2 separate regions of the Sus scrofa genome follow, and region 1 is linked to region 2. Evidence: chromatin contacts called from public HiChIP or PLAC-seq data. All regions are on one chromosome and are shown on one strand. The core of a region is the stretch at or near the end of the contact, and the rest is flanking DNA. Distances in the headings are between cores, read along the strand shown. Region 1 has its middle 7.3 kb from the start of DNAH7. Region 2 has its middle 34 kb from the start of SLC39A10.

What was found. HiChIP or PLAC-seq counts read pairs in DNA pulled down with a chosen protein or histone mark.
Region 1: an H3K27ac HiChIP or PLAC-seq map of alveolar macrophages shows a contact between it and region 2. The contact joins two enhancer-like sites. A contact is called at or near these places in 1 of 47 Hi-C or Micro-C datasets (embryonic fibroblasts) and 1 of 2 datasets of contacts at active chromatin or transcription factors (alveolar macrophages).

The regions. Positions count from the first base shown.
Region 1 is chr15:99,992,944-99,996,332 of Sscrofa11.1, forward strand. No RefSeq gene overlaps it. Among named protein-coding and RNA genes, the nearest start is that of DNAH7, 7.3 kb to the left of the region's middle. Within about 2 kb of position 1,803, at least 13 of the 83 cell types and tissues checked have an H3K27ac peak or open chromatin away from gene starts, as enhancers often do. A contact at or near this core is called in alveolar macrophages, where this site is marked.
Region 2 is chr15:99,549,305-99,552,535 of Sscrofa11.1, forward strand. No RefSeq gene overlaps it. Among named protein-coding and RNA genes, the nearest start is that of SLC39A10, 34 kb to the right of the region's middle. Within about 2 kb of position 1,522, at least 11 of the 83 cell types and tissues checked have an H3K27ac peak or open chromatin away from gene starts, as enhancers often do. A contact at or near this core is called in alveolar macrophages, where this site is marked.

The DNA of each region.
Region 1 (3,389 bases), core at 553-3,052, 440 kb after region 2:
AATCTGGGAACAGAAACTGTTTACCTCAGTTAATCAAATACGAAAGACCACATGGAGAACAGAAATTGACTTGCTGATATTTTGGTTCCCTCAGTGTCAAGGTCAGTTGCACTTATGATCTTATGTTTTCTTTGACAGTTCCAGGCATTTTTTTTTTTTTGCTAAAATGATTTTTTTTTAGACATGAACCAAATGCTTGCTTAAGGATTTTATGCCCAAATTTCTGCTGACTCTAAGGGAATCTTTTATGAGACAATATTTTATTTGCCTTTAAAATATAAGTTTATGCAGCTGAGTTCTGAGTTATGTTTTTATTTGTCACCACTTAATTTTTTTACCTTCAGTTTTTGAAACTATAGCATGTGTAGAAGGAAGGAGTACTGGTGTGAGTTACACATGCTCCTTTTGAGGTGGTATGGCAACTTTTTATGATTGAAGGGCACAGTATAAGGTTGAGAAAATAGAACGTACAACTTAGAGTCCAGAATATAGTGTTCTTTTCTCTGCCCATGACTTTCTCTCTTTGTGAACCTGGACTCATCTTCATTGTCCTTATTTACTCAGTCAACAAATATTTCTTGAACACCTGCTGTGGGCCAGGCATTATTCTAGGCATGCAAGAGACAGGGAAAGCCAAGACCTCAGCTCCTGTTCAAATAAAAAGAAACAGAGAACTAGTGAGAAAAAAGGACATTATTTAATTTTTTATTTCCGATGATGAAAAGTTGAAGAAAATCAAACCGGGCAATGAGAGAGAGGGCAGTCAAAGAAATTCTCTCTGAGGAGAAGACTTTTGAGCTGAGACTGGAATGACAAAAAGAAACCAGCCTTTCAAAGATGTCGAGAATGAGTTTCCCAGGAAATGGGCAAGCTTGGATGTGAGAATGAACTTGACACATTCAAGGACTTGAAGAAGGCCGGGAACCCAGTGAGGAAGGATCTCATTTTAATCAGGTGGAGAAACTATGATTTGAAATGGGGCAAGAGGGGAAGCAAGAATGCCAATTAGGAGCCTCCAAGGGACTGTTCAGGAAGTAACAATGGTGGCTTGAACTTGGGGAAAGTAATGAAGATGGAGAGAAGGGGACAAATCAGGGAAATATTTTGGAGAAAAACCAGATAGGACTTGCTGGTGGACAAGATGTAAGGGATGAGAATAGGATGAAATGACTGTTGGGTTTTTTCTTTTGTCTGAGCTATTTGGTGGATGGTAGTACTTTTCACTGAAATGGAGAAAGTGAGGGTTGGGGCACATTATGGAAGGTGCAAGAAAATAAAAACTTGGTTTTCAAACATGTGAAGTTTGAGATTTCTATTATATTTCCAAGTGAGACATTGAGGGGACTGAAAACTATTCAGCACTAGATATAGCTCAGATCAAGGAACAGATTAGAACCACATCCATAGGTAGATGGTAACTGAAGCCATGAGTTTTAGATGAAATTGAGTGAAAGAGAGTAAATAGAAACAAAAAGAAAGGTGGTCCAAGGTTCAGGCCCCAAGGCTCTCACATTCTCTTTCTGGAAACTAGAATTTCAAAAATTACATATTTTGTCAACCCTTTAACAAATAGTTATGCAAGTACAAATTTAGGGTTACAACAGATAGCTTAGAAAAGAAAGAATCCTATGACGTTTGGTTGACAATTCATGTATGCAGTATTTGTTTGTGAAATTACAGAGCTATATATGGACCAGTTCCCCTAAAAACAAGTCACGATGCTGTTTTATTACCACACCTTGACCTTTGACTAATCACAAACAGATCTGGAAAAACACAGGTTTCTTTGTTTCTTGTTCATGGTTTCTTTGAACACTAGAGGGAGATATTATACACCTGCAAATCAGAGGGGAAAAAAAGACTTCTTTTCCCCTATAAAAGTATTCATTTACCACAGGTTCATAGAATATTTAAAATTAATACATTAACAATCATCAAGAAATTAGTCATGTGCTAACAAATAAATTACACGTTTGGAAAGTAACCTGATTTCTTTGTTGAACCAGGTTTTACTAAAAGGCTATTTTGTATATGCTTATGATATGCTATATTTTCAGGTGATGCTTGAATCATTTTTCTTCTGGACTATGTGAAGCAATAAAAAAAAATCAGTCCATTTTTATTTGGAGAAACATCAGTTCTTCCTCCCCAGGAATTCTGGTAATATGCTCACTGTAAGCCAAAGAGTCAAAAGCTTTGACTCTCGACCTTATGTCTATGGACTTTGGGAACGTGCTGTACTTCATCACGTTCAGCGTTTTTCAGGTGGCTTAAAGGTCACTGGCACTGACTTCGCTCTGGACTTTTTATTTGCTCAATAAAATGCTCTTAGACTTTGCTAGGTAATCGCATAGATATGCAGTGTTTTCATGATTGCTTGGGGCAGCTAGAAAACTTTCTCTTTATTTACTTTGGTAATCTTTCCAAAGAACATACTGTAAAGTGTCCTCTTTTCCTGATCAAAGGTTGAGTATAAGCCCAATCCAACAATTCTTAGCCTGCCAAATACTTTATTTGACCTTGTAACTAATTTAATAAGTCCTGTTTTCTGTAACTTCAACACCAAAATGCTTCTGGTAATTGAAGGAGGAAAGATATGATTTCTGTCTCTAGGGAAGGAGTATAGTGTAGTAAAAGAGGCTGTTTTCTGGAATCAAAGCTAGTATGAATCCTGACTTTGGATGGATGTTAACTAAACATATTGTGATGATCATGTAACAATATATACATATACCAAATCATTCTATTGTACAACTTAAAACGAATACAGTGTTATATGACAATTGTATCTAAAAAAAAAAAAAAAAAAAAAAAATCCAGACCTTGTCTGTACTGGTTGAAGGATAACAAATTGCTTTGCATTCCTGAAGTACTATTTTCTTTTCTCAAAACTGGAATCACAACGTTTTAGAACTGCTTTGGGGCCTGATTCAGATACTGTAAGGAAAGCTTAGCTCTTAGTAAAAAGTAGGCATTGCAACTTCCCTGGGCCTTCCTCTTTACTTTTATGTGAAAGGCTTTCTAAAATAACCCTATAAATCATTTGTTCATGGATTGTGTCAAGTGCTGGTGACGTGTACAGAATGTGACCTGGGCCACATGGCAGCTGCATTGCCCTGTGCTCTACATGACCAGGACAGATATAGGACCTTTCCAAGTGATCAACCACTCATAAATACGGGCTTGTGGGCTGGAAGAGGAGTGGGGTGGCCCTGAAAATCTGGGGTGGATTGTTAAGGAATGACTTGTCTTTTCCCTCCGCAAAGGTAAATTCCACCCCCTCACCCTCTCATAAAGATCCAGTTCAAATCCTCCTTTTTGCAAGAGGTATTCCCACTTTTCCAAACACCTAAAGTGCTTATCCAGTTCAGCCATCTGGCCACTCATGT
Region 2 (3,231 bases), core at 272-2,771:
AAACAAAGGCTGACATTCTAGTTGGCTAATAAAACAGTACGAGAGCAGGAGAGTCTGTGTTTTTTGACTATAAATGGAAACACATCCCAAGAATCTGCCAATTACCATTGAGCAGAACCAGAATTTAGTCTTACTTGAGAGGTTGTATCAACCAGATCTTCTAAAAGACAAGTTTTTTAGTTTAGGTCTGTGGGCTTACAGATTTCTGTTCCAATAGTTTTCTTTATCATTAAAGAGAAGCAATTAACAACATAATGCTTGAATCAACAGAGTACTTCTAGGTCTCATTTGCCTCACAATTTCTTTTATTAAAGCTGATTTCCTTTTTAGAGCAAAACTCACATATCTAACTTACTTTGATTCTTCAAAAAATGGATTTATATTATGCTGCTTCCACAACTTACACTTTCTAAGCCATATTTCGAGCTTCACAACATATAAGGAATATAAAGCATTCACATACCTGCCGATATTCTCACTATCACCCTTTCCTATCTTCAGATTCTCACTTCTGACCTATGATAAATATGAATCCTCACACAGATACACATTCTCACATATGCTTATGAATGATAAACACAAATGTAGCAGATAAGCAAAACCAAAGCAAAATTTCCAACATACAAATTCATCCATTATCTATTTTTTTCATATTTCTATCAAGAGCTTGCAAGTTTACTTAAATAATATATGCTCTTAGTTCCCTAAATCTGATTTGCTTATACAAAAAGAGGCATATCTGCAGCAGTTCACTTAACTGATGGGCAAGTCGAACAGTCAGACCCAAGGGAGCTCCAGGAGTCACCAGAGCACCCTCCCTTGAAATGAACTTGTTCAAACCAATTTCAGTCTTTTCTGTTGTTTACTAAAGCTTCACATTTATTGAACAAATCTGATTAATATAACCAGAATCATATATACCCTCCTCCCATTTTTCAACATAGAAAGACTCCATTCCTGAAAAAAAAATTTTGTCAAAGAAAGTTGGAATGGATACTAGGCAGAAAAAAACAAGTAAGATCCACCGTAGTCCAGCCCTTTGGCTTCCCAATATGCTTATATCTCCTCCTTGAGTCAGTTGCTGACTATCAAAACAGATTTTTTGCTAACAATCTTGACCCCTTTGAAGGCCCAATTTTCCTCCAGAGAAAAGATGTCTACAGCTTTTGCATTGGAATTAATAAAAGCCACTCAAGCAGCAACAACAACCCATTCCACATGTTACTCTAATTCCTGCCAATTTGCCAATGTACAGAGGACAGAGGCCACTGTGCAGTGGAAATAGTAATAACAGAAGGAAGGGTCAAAGGAATGTAAATCAGCCTTAGGCCCATGCCAGCTTATGCCAAAAACTTTACATTAAAAAAAAAAAAAAAAATTTTGTTCAAAAAGAGTTTAAGGCAAAAAAAGAGGAGAAGGGTAGAGGTACCCTTCTCCACAGAACAACATTTGTACCTTGACCGATCCCACACAGTACACAGAGGAAATGGCAGCCAAGTGTTTTTCAGCAGATTATGCCCCACCTACATATTACCCAGCAGGGGGAGCCTTAACTGAAGGAAAAAATGGCATGAGGTGGTAGCTGAACAGACTTATTTTTCTCTCTCTCTCTTTCACACACACACACACACACACAGATATACACACACCATAAACACACACAAGTCCTATAATTTCACATGCCATCATGTATATGCAGTGTAGCATAAACTCAAACTTAGAAGACTGAAAGTGCTAGCGTTGGCCCTGCCCTGTTACTCCAAGTAAGTTACTTAACACTCACTGGGCCTCAGCTTCCTACTCTCTTAAAAGAGGCAACTGGACCAGATAATATTTTAAAAGCTTCGTAGCTCTAACCATTTCTATGGTTCAAAGAGCTATCCAGGACACTCTTTGCCAAAGGAATTGCAACATTTCTCTTAAAAGAACTCTGAATCTAACCTTAAAAAAAAAAGTCTGAAGCATATTTTAATCTGTGAATACTCTAAATTAATGTTTAATATACCTCCCTTTTTTTAAAAAAAGTGCTTATTGGAAGTTCCCATCGTGGCTCAGTAGAAACAAATCCAACTAGTATCCATGAGGATGTGGGTTCGATCCCTGGCCTTGCTTAGTGTGTCGAGGATACAGTTGCCATAAACTGTGGTGTAGGTCACAGATGCGGCTTGGATCCCTGCTTGTTGTGGCTGTGGCTGTGGCATAGGCCAGCAACTATAGCTCCCATTGGACCCTCAGCCTGGGAACTTCCATATGCCAGGGGTGCAGCCCTAAAAAGCAAAAAATAAAAAATAAATAAATTTTTTAAAGTGCTTCTTGTCCTTCAAGCAAAAGAAACATCCATTGTCTGGCCCTCTTCAAGGCACAGTACATCTCTAACTTCCAACCTTGGCATGGCACTTTTTTCCCTTTTCCTATTGTAAGAGCTCTCTAAAGTCTTGTCTACAGAATAATGAAGAAAACATCACTGTCTGCAAGACTGCTTGTCACCTCTGAATATACTCTGTCAACATGCTGCCACTTCATCTTGTTTAGACTCATCGACTGCTTTGTAGAAGGACACCAATGTCCACATCTATCTCCTTGAGACAGGCAGAAAAATGAATTCTTTTTCCTGTCTCAAAAAGAGCTGACAAGCTTTTAGTAGTGTTTATCTTCACTGAAGGGTGATAACCTTGAAAATGAAAGTTAAAAGAGACTGATACAATTAAGTACATAGTCTTCTCCAATCTATATTACTGTTAGTTTTCTTCTATAGTTTAATATGTCAAAGTTTTCTATTGTCCATATTGATTTTTTAAATTTAAAGTTAATTTTATTTACAGAATGCAAGTGCATCATGCTTGACCCTTTTGTAAAACTGTAATCCCTCTTAAGCCTAAAATGAGTTAAAAATTAGTTCCTTTAATATTTTCCATCCTTTCAACTACTTTTCCCATATAATCTGTGTCATATTTTATTTTCCTTTGCATTTGTTCACCTCATGTTATGTCATATGCAGTCTTGGGGTTTTTTAAAAATAATTTTCCGTGATTATAAGGCAAAATCTTAGCATTCTAATTGTTTACATTGGATTGACTCAGGGACAGTAACAGATGGATTTTAACAATTTCATTAATAATTTGTTGCTATAGACTGAATGTTTGTGTCCACACCCCCAAAAAATATACATGTTGAAATTCTAACCCCCAATGTGATGGTATGAGGAGGTGGGGCCTTTTGGAGGTGATTCAC